Linked DNA regions of Mus musculus: regions 2 and 3 are each linked to region 1. The links are chromatin contacts, called in public Hi-C and HiChIP or PLAC-seq maps. All regions are on one chromosome and are shown on one strand. The core of a region is the stretch at or near the end of the contact, and the rest is flanking DNA. Distances in the headings are between cores, read along the strand shown.

Region 1 (3,187 bases), core at 265-2,764:
ACTGTTCTCTCTTTTCATGTACAACCAGCATGTTGGGGTTTGTCTGCTGTAAACGCAGTCTCAGTGTATTTGTTAAGCCATACAGCAGCCTCCCCTTTGTAACCTTTGGTGGGGGGCTGCCACCGATCTTTGGATGTTTTCCTTTAGGGTTCTTTTTAGACTGGGGATTCACCAACTTTTCATTTTCTCGCACAGAAAGCTTGTTGCTCTTTGATTCCGACGGGGATGTGGACTTGGTGGAAGGGTCTGGCCCCTTGTCTTCACCTCTGTACAACCAGGCTAAATGGGGATGCACCTGGGTGGGGCTTGCCACGGGCTGGTTGCACAGCAAGGACAGCTCAATCAATAAAGCATTCAATAGTGGCAGCTGTCTTATAGCATTGACTGGACTTTGTTCAATCTGAGGAGGACACGGAGCTTCGTTCGCTTCTCCTGGACCCTGAGTCTGAGGAAGATTTGGAAGCACAGGAGGGCTCTCCTGCACTGCAGCTCTTGTATGTTTCACTGGCCTTAAGGGAGGACTTACGAGTTTTGTTTCGGGAAAAATGTCATCTAGATCCTCAGGTTCATTTCTCTGAGGCTCAATAGTGATTTCAACCCTGGCTGAAGGAGTCTTTTCCTGAGTCAGGTGAGTGTAATACAGTGGAGGAGGGCAAAATGTGTTGGTTTCAAAGTCCAGTTCTGTGACATCCTGACTGACAGAACTGACAGTTTTCCCACTGGGAGCGGGTGAACAAGGGGCAGAAGCCATGTCCCCAGAGCTAGCCTTACTGTGTAAGACCGCTTCTTCCCAGGACTTCTGGACAACTGAGGCGTCTGAGTCCCCTGCAGACCAGCTGTTGGTATCCTTGGCACATGGCTCTGAGCCCTCCAGAAGGCGTGCATTTGAGACACACTGTAGACATCTGGCAGAGATGCCTTTGGTGCATGGCTTCGAGGTCTCCTCGGTTCTTGGCTCTGACACCTCCAGGGCTTCGGAGTCCAGGATACAAGCAGGGCTCAGAGGGCCTCGCAGCTGCGGAACCCCCGGGGAAAAGCGTCCCAGTTCGGTCAGGCGATAGAAGAGCGCCAGCTCCCCAACACGCTCGGCCTCTGGCCCGCGCAGGGCGAATACACCTCGCTGGCCCAGGGAGGGGACCAGCAGGATGTCGCAAGCTCCCACCAGGCCGGGCGCAGAAGTCGGGCCCACGGGCAGTTGCAGCAGGGCTGCGCGCAGACGCGGGCGCCGCAGGGCGGCAGGGTGCAGGCGCAGTAGGCAGGCCTTGCCGCGCCCGAAGCTGATGGCGCCGCGCTGGGGCTCCGGGCCAGGAGCGGCCGGCGGGAAGACGAGCAGCGGCGGGAAGTCCAGCAGGCGAAACGCCACAGCCGGGCTCGCGGCGCACGGCGACAGCCCGGTCTCCAGCCGCACCCAGTCCACGAGCAGCTCCAGCGAGAAGAGCCGCCCGGCCGCCGTGGTCGCCATTGCTGTTGCCCCGGGCGACGCCGCCAGCTCGCTCCGCCAACCGGAAGCGGGAGCGAGGGTCACGTGACCGGCCGCGCCCTCGCGAGACTTGACTTCCGGCCCCGAGTGCTCTTGGGAGTTCTTTTGCCTATGGGGTTTTGTCGGAGCAGCTGCGTGATGCTGAGGGAGTAGACGCGCTCAAGCAGCACTCTCTCTAAATTTTATATAAATGAATATAATTTCTATTTTATATTTCATCACCGCAGGTCCTACGTCTTTAGGGATCACGTACCGGAAGTAAATGGGCCGCCCTGCCCATTTAGGCCTCAGAGCCTGCTGACCACTGCTCAAGTCAACCTTTTTTGTGGTTGCTGTGCATCTGTCAGAGGCTGTAGCTTCTGTCACCGGCTCCTTCCTCTCTTTGTCCTCTCACACAATGACCACTAGTAGGCCATCCTGCCCTCACCGGACTTGTGGCTTCTTGAAGCCTCAGGAGGTTTGACCTCAGCTTCCATCGTGACCACCTTGCATCGCCCAGGTGTAGGGGAACTCTCAGTGTATTGGGACAGTGCACCCTAACACCCACCAGAGCCCTCACCTCCCACCCTGACATCTGACCACCCTGGTGTGTCTTCAAAAAGACTCTGTTATGTTAGTTGATGCAGAATTCCCTACGGATGGGAACCCACTAGCTTCGGGTCTTTACTATATAATATGAGGGGCCGGGGGAGAGGGATCATGTACTATCCTAAGGTATTGAAAATGATGGGTCAGGGCTGGAGGTGCAGCTCAGTGGAAGAGTGCTTGTTCACTGCATACAATCTCCAGTACCACCGCCATGAGAGCGGAAGAAGTGATTGGTTCAGTTAGTAGGCAAATGGCATTGGTACATATGTCTGGGAGGAGCGGTGAGTGAAAGTAGTGTCTGCCACTGGAGATCTGTAGTGCACAAGCTACGCACAGAGGAATTTAGCACCAGCCCATTTTACGATTTTACATCTCAGATCCAAGTTCAGAAGCTCCACAACTTCCAGGGTGTCTCGAAGATTCCCAACCCTGGTCTCTCATATAAGACGCAGATCAGGAGTCTCCCTTCCTATTTATTTGATCTAAGTCAGAGCTCACAAAGACACGTTGTGTTGGTCTCATGTTGTGGGTGATTCTGAGGCAGACACAACCCTTGTGCTTCTCTCTCTCTCTCTCTCTCTCTCTCTCTCACACACACACACACACACACACACACACACACACACACACACACGTCACTGTCTCACTGTCAGGATGGTAGCACAGTCACAAGGATAGAGTAGAAAAACACATATGCAGTCATATAGTCCTGGCTCCCTCAGTTACACCATCAAGGGAAGGAGGGAAGCAGGTGACCAACTATCAGCTGTGATGCTCCACCCTCCACAGGCACCAAAATATGCTGGGTTCTTACCAGCTTCTTGTTGGTCTTAGTCCTCTTGGTAACCTCATCAGTTAGGTTGCATAGCAACAAGTGTTCAAGCTGCAATAGATGTTAGATCTTCCTGTCTTTAGTTAAGTGTGGAAAACTAGCAGCATCCATGTCAAAAACATGGCTCAGGGAACAAAGACCATCAAACACTCAACAGCAGAGAGGCAAATTCAGGGCCTCTCTGGAGGTTTATTCTGTAGAATTCACTACAGCAGTAAACAGTTTATTCTGTAGGAAAATCAGCCTGATGTTTGTTTGTCTTTGAGACAGCAGGGTCTCCTTTGCCA
Region 2 (3,212 bases), core at 281-2,780, 86 kb before region 1:
AGCAGTACCCTTAGCTGCTGAAGCCAGTTCAAGACCCAGGCTATGGCAGTTCCCCCTCCCCCCTTACCACCAGATGAAGAGGGCCTGCGTTGATGCAAGATATTTGAAAAGCTAAAGCCGGGCATTGGTGGCACATCCCAGCACTTGAGAGGCAGAGGCAGGCGGATTTCTGAGTTCGAGGCCAGCCTGGACTACAGAGTGAGTTCCAGGACAGCAAGGGCTACTCAGAGAAATCCTGTCTTGAAAAACAAAACAAAACAAAAAAGCTAAAGCAGGCAATGGTTTGATTATTGCTTCTTAAAACTATTCTGAGTCCAGCCCAGCTCTGAACTAAAATACCCCAGAGCCTGGGCTCCCAGCCCTCAAATCTAATCAGTCCTAGGCTGAGGCTCTCCCAGCCCTGACCTAGCTTGTGGTGTCTTCCTTGCTCTGCGTCCCATGTGATCTGTACTACAGAGACTGTTGGCACAGTGCCAGTCTTAGGATACCACATGAGGGTCCTTTACACACTCCATGGCTCTAGACCCTCAGGAGTGTTCTGTCTTCCCTTCCCAGATGGAGATACAAGGCACAGAGAAGGCAAGTTACTACCCTTAGGTACCCAACTAGTAAGCAGCCAAGCTGGGATTCTGAGGAGGAAGGACAGTCCCTGAGCCCCTATTCCTACCCACTGTGGTCTCCCTTTGGCTGCTATCCTGTCCTAGCCCTGACAGTGTTGAGCCCCAGGACACCCACACACTCCCAGCCTCCCATCTGTACCCCTGGCTACACCTCTGACTGCCATAGCCTTGCCCTGCCCCCTGGCTGGCAAGGGGCCCACTTAACAGTGGCCATCCTTCTGGTGGGTAAAACTGACAATCCATTCCCCCTGAAGCAACTCCCTCCCTACTGTGGGCAGGAATGGAGACAGGAACATGGTAGATAGCCAAGATCCCCACCCCCACCCCCAGGCCTAGCAAGATGAGGTAATTGGGCACTGCAGCCGAGCCTGTGTCCAGCAGACTGGGAGAACAAGGAAGGCAGAGAGGAGACACGCTCCTTCCCCTTTCAAAGAAAGAGCTAATGGCTGTGTTTCTCTTCCTTCGCCTCTAGAAGCACACAAGTTCATGCTCTTCACAGAGAAGCCCAATCGACTAACTCAGGAGAGAGAGTCCCTCAGGGGGGTGGGGAGCACGCAGGCTCAGTCTGCATCTGATCATCAGAGCGGCAGACTGTGCTCGGAGGGAAGCGGCTGGGCAGTAAACTTCAAGGTCTGCCCAGCTCCCCATGAGCCACATCTTCCAGGGAGCTGCCACCACCCAAAAGTTCCAGCCTCCCAAAACAGCACCACCAACTGGATGCCACTCCCGAGCCTGGGGGAGCCAGCTCTCCTTCAGACCCTAAGTGCTAGCTGTCATGTGATAGAAAGGCACGCAGCCACAAAAGGGTGAGAAACATGCCTCTGGGAAGAGCAAGGTAGGAAGGAGTCAGGCGCTCAGCTGTAGTGAGTGTACAGTTCTAGCAGGACCGTTCACCACTCCTCTGACTGACAGGAAACTGTCTTACAAGAGACTCGCCATGATGGGCTCACCTCCCATGACTGCCCTGCCTTGTCTTTGCTCCTTGCCTTGGTTCCTGTCTTTCCTTCCAGTTCTGATCCTTTGTCAGAAGCCGAGAGCGCTGGTGCCTGGCCAGAATCCAATAAGCAGGCCAGCCTAGGCCACCACACCGAAGTGCTGGGCACTTCACACTCGTGCCCACTGCCAGGAGTTCCATGTGACAACCTCACACAGTTTCTCACAAGTCAGAGTCACCTCATCACGCTAAACAGTAAACATCACAGGAGAGATAGCCTCGCATTGAGCCTGATGACCTACTTACAAGTGGATACAAACCCATCACTAGCCTGAGTCCACACCAGAGAGAAGGGCTGCTATTTTATATCACTAAGGATTCTCGCCACAACCTCCCAGCAAATGATCAAAGACAAAGCAAACGTAATGAACCAAGGAGCGTAATTCACATTGCATTTCCATTCAGGTCTGAAGGTTTTTCCCTAGAAATGCTCATGATGTGATAATGCGGCCGTTGGAAAAAAAATAAGTTAATTGTAAAATAATGAGTCTGGGAAGCGCGGTGATTTTAACGTGGCTTTCTTGATGCTCAGTGTTGTTTGTAAAATTAAAATTGAGAAAAAAAAAAAGAAGAGCAATGAAAAGCTGAAAGAGCATGTGAGGCAGAACTAGGAAGACGGCTCAGTGTGTACAAGGCATGCTGCCTGAGCCTGGGTCCAAGTTCAGATCCTCAACAGCAGCCCTTAATCCCAGCACTGTGAGGCAGGTAGAGAGGAGGACCCCTGGGGCTTGGTGGCCAATCACCATGGAACAAAGAGCAATAGAGGATGACGCCTAGCATCAGCTCTGGCCTCACCACACACATGTGAATGTGCACACAAGTATAACACACACACACACACACACACACACACACACACACACACACAAACACACAGAGTAGCTGACGCTTCAGGACTAGGGAGGCCCTTTGTCTTGCATGGACTATGTATAGCTCCCTTTTGATGCTCTGTAGGCATCTTTTCCTTGCTCTTTGGATCAGCAGAAGGCCCTGCCTAGTGTGGGTGAAGAACACTGACCTGGGGAGGGCTTTAGACAGAGATCAGCTTTAGAAATCACAGAAGCTTGGCCTTTCTGGACTCCTTGCTCACAATATCCACCCTTTTAGAAGAAGCCATATCGGACTGGCTTCTCAACGGGGACCTTCAGGGCCAAGGCAGTTCCCTTGTGCTCAAGACAGAGAGGCCCCGGGCAGCTCAGCCCAGAGAAGCCAGCACCAGTTCTGGGGACCCCATACATCACCTCAAGTTGAGACTTCCATCTTCACAGCCCAGAGGAAACCCAGGCAGGTCGCCAATAAATGCCCTTTGGAAAGGAAGACACCGTCACTGTGACCAAAGGTTAAATGGTCACCTCCAACCACTGCTGGGTCTCTCCGGGTGGACCTGGCTTTCCTGGACACAGGTTGTGCAGGTGTCTGCAACACCACACAGATATGGGTATCCCTGGCCATCTGAGACAAAAATGCTCCGTTTCTAAGATTTAAAAAGGTTTTATTTCTTGACCGGCCACATTTATGGAGTGCAGAATGACACTCTGATGTGTATCCACCTTGGGAAATGATCAAACCAGGGTAATTAGCACATATAGCCCCTCCCA
Region 3 (2,865 bases), core at 351-2,850, 110 kb before region 1:
CACTAGCCTGTCACTGCTGGTGTGGGATGGCACTAGCCTGTCACTGCTGGTGTGGGATGGCACTAGCCTGTCACTGCTGGTGTGGGATGGCACTAGCCTGTCACTGCTGGTGTGGGATGGCACTAGCCTGTCACTGCTGGTGTGGGATGGCACTAGCCTGTCACTGCTGGTGTGGGATGGCACTAGCCTGTCACTGCTGGTGTGGGATGACACTAGCCTGTCACTGCTGGTGTGGGATGGCACTAGCCTGTCACTGTTGGTGTGGGATGGCACTAGCCTGTCACTGTTGGTGTGGGATGGCACTAATCTGTCACTGGTATCAGGCAGGCACCAGCCCTCCACTGTCCTGGGACTTGACACCAGATGAATGGGCTGAGTGGGGAATCGGGTACAAATGTTGGAATGCATGAAAGCTTACTGAGTCTATGGGTGACAACTTTAAAGGGGCATGTGAAGACTACAGTATGGTTTCCCCTAAGCCACACTGGCATTCTAAGTGTGAGCATGGAAGGCAGGATGGGAATAACCAAAGGAAAAGTAAGCCGAGGACAGGAAGCTCCAAGTCCTTACATGTTCAAGGGTGTTACAGAGGTTACGGTGCTTGGCCAGGCTAAGAAAGGAGCAAAGCAAACAAATGGGGGAAGAGGAAACAGGATCCCAGGACTGCACTGGGGATCTGTTTGCCCTGAAGGGGGTGGTGACCACTGGAGTTGATGTACTAGAGGAGACAGGGTGCTCTGGGCTGCTACTGAGAAGGAGGCAAGTTTTGATAAGCACATTTAGGGTTGTTACTGTGAATAGAAAGGGGAGGGCAGCAGAAGATGAGAGGAAACGAGGGAGGGAAGGAAATAGAAATGGAAAAGGGAGGTGAGGGGGGGATGGGATGGTGGAAGAGGAGGAGAGGGAAGAAAGGAAAAAGGAAGGAGAGAGGAAGAGAAGGGAGAGGAGGGAAGGGAAGGAGGGGAAAAGAGGGAGAGAAGGAGGGAGAGGAGGAAGGGACATGAAGGAGGGGAGGAGGGGGAAGGAGGGGAGGAGGGAGGGAAGGACGGAGGGAAGGAGGGAGATGAGGAAGGGAGATGAAGGAGGGGAGGAGGGAGGGGAAGGAGGACAAAAGACAAGAAGGAGAGAGGGGAGGAGGAAGAGGGAGGGGAATGGAGGGGGAAAGGAGGAGGGAGGGAAAGGAAGACAGAAGAGAAAAAGGAGGGAGGGGAGGAGAATGGAGAGAAGGAGGAGGGAGGGAGGGAGGGGGTTAAATAAGGAAAGACTGAGGTAAGGATTGTCTAAACATTTTTCAAGTCTATTTGTTATTAAAATTTTAAATCTCATTTTCTCAGACTCCCTTCAGATTTTAATGTGGTCCCACCCTGCAGGCCGTTCTCTCTGCTCAGCATCTTGGTGAGCCTTGCAGAAGGGACACTGAAGGTACAGTAGGGATGTAGCGACCCATTCCCGTTGGAGCTAGAAAACAACTAAAAGCAAGATTTACGCTCCTGTCTGTGGGAGATGTTATCAGCCTTCTCACGGTTTGGCTGACCCCATAATCACTGGCCCGTGGGGACGTGTGAAACTAGCCCTGTAGCCTAATCTCACTCACAGCTGATCCAACTCAAAGTTTTATCTTAGCTGGAGATCCACACACAGCCCTCCCACTAATATTAAAACTCTGTAGAATTCTCTTCGTCTTGGCAACAGTTGACCCTTCATCATGGCTTTATGGTTTATGTCTGGATAGCTTGAGGGGTCTTCTAACTCCCTGGGTCCCAGACTTCATCCATAAAAACAGAATGTTGTCTCCAGTGGACGCTCGCACACATAATTTCCTTCCTTTCTGAGTAGGGAAGCCTAAGGCTTGCTGGTGTGTTTGGCAGGTCTAGGTGGACAGGGTGTGTCCCTCAGCGCTAGCAGAGTCCCCACCACCTTGGAGTCCTGCACTCAGGAAAGCCCTGTGAGGAGGAGGCAGTTTGGAATGACCCATGACCTAGGAAGGCCTCCTCCTCAGAGTCCAGTCGGTTCCCCTGCTCTTCTGGCCTAGAAGTGGAGTGAGTGCAGGGAGGACTTTCTCTCCGCGATGATTACAGACTTACGCATTTCAGCATTCATCGTGCATCAGGCTGCCTGGTGTGCACGGAAGCTTTGATTAACTCCACTTTTTATTTATTTTTATTTATTTATTTATTTTTTAGATTTTATTTATTATATGTAAGTACACTGTAGAAGTTTTCAGACACACCAGACAAGGGCACCAGATCTCACTGTGGGTGGTTGTGAACCACCATGTGGTTGCTGGGATTTGAACTCAGGATCTTCAGAAGAGCAGTCAGGGCTCTTAACCGCTGAGCTATCTCTCCAGCCTCCAACTCCACTTTTTAAATGTATTTGTGTGTAGGTGTGTGTACGTTTGTGTGTATAACATGCGTATGTTTGCACATGTGTGTATGACATTTGTGTGTGTACGTTTGCACACATTTATGACATGTGTATGTTTGCACATATGTGTGACATTCATGTGTGTTTGCACATATGCCTGACATTCGTGGATATGTTTGAACATGTGTATGACATTGTGGATGTGTTAGCACATGTGTGTGACATTCATGTGTATGTTTGTACACATGTGTGACATTCATGTGTATGTTTGCACATATGTATGACATTCATGTGTGTTTGCACATATGGCTGACATTCGTGGGTATGTTTGCACGTGTGTATGACATTGTAGGTATGTTAGCACATGTGTGTGACATTCATGTGTATGTTTTCACACATGTGTGACATCCATGGGTATATTTGCATACATACATGACATTCGGTGGTATGTTTGCACATGTGTATGACATTTTGAGTATATTAACACATGTGGGTGAC

Evidence for each region. A called contact is a pair of places that touch in the nucleus more often than the background predicts. HiChIP or PLAC-seq counts read pairs in DNA pulled down with a chosen protein or histone mark.
Region 2: an H3K27ac HiChIP or PLAC-seq map of heart atrium shows a contact between it and region 1, with 2.6 times the contacts expected there. The contact joins the enhancer-like site here to the promoter of Map10 in region 1. A contact is called at or near these places in 3 of 39 promoter capture datasets (macrophages, maxillary cranial neural crest and second pharyngeal arch cranial neural crest), 3 of 484 Hi-C or Micro-C datasets (CD4 T cells, CD8 T cells and nephron progenitors), 2 of 115 datasets of contacts at active chromatin or transcription factors (embryonic stem cells and heart atrium) and 1 of 9 other capture datasets (adipose tissue).
Region 3: a contact with region 1 is called in a Hi-C map of uterus, with 2.7 times the contacts expected there. The contact joins the enhancer-like site here to the promoter of Map10 in region 1. A contact is called at or near these places in 3 of 39 promoter capture datasets (frontonasal cranial neural crest, maxillary cranial neural crest and second pharyngeal arch cranial neural crest), 3 of 484 Hi-C or Micro-C datasets (CD4 T cells, cranial neural crest and uterus), 1 of 115 datasets of contacts at active chromatin or transcription factors (embryonic stem cells) and 3 of 9 other capture datasets (adipose tissue, liver and pancreatic islet).

The regions. Positions count from the first base shown.
Region 1 is chr8:125,668,145-125,671,331 of GRCm38.p6, reverse strand. It overlaps Map10 (microtubule-associated protein 10), which reads right to left and starts at 1,514. Exons shown (of 1, transcript NM_028908.3): 1 at 1-1,514. The coding sequence starts at 1,462.
Region 2 is chr8:125,754,574-125,757,785 of GRCm38.p6, reverse strand. The region is part of intron 32 of Pcnx2 (pecanex homolog 2); the gene reads left to right. Gm39285 (a long non-coding RNA gene) reads right to left here. Exons shown (of 2, transcript XR_003947615.1): 2 at 3,090-3,212. Among named protein-coding and RNA genes, the nearest start is that of Gm39285, 4.0 kb to the right of the region's middle. Within about 2 kb of position 1,530, at least 49 of the 459 cell types and tissues checked have an H3K27ac peak or open chromatin away from gene starts, as enhancers often do. A contact at or near this core is called in adipose tissue and heart atrium, where this site is marked.
Region 3 is chr8:125,778,561-125,781,425 of GRCm38.p6, reverse strand. All of the region lies in intron 25 of Pcnx2 (pecanex homolog 2), which reads left to right. The region is part of intron 2 of Gm39284 (a long non-coding RNA gene); the gene reads right to left. Among named protein-coding and RNA genes, the nearest start is that of Gm39284, 5.8 kb to the right of the region's middle. Within about 2 kb of position 1,600, at least 1 of the 459 cell types and tissues checked has an H3K27ac peak or open chromatin away from gene starts, as enhancers often do. A contact at or near this core is called in uterus, where this site is marked.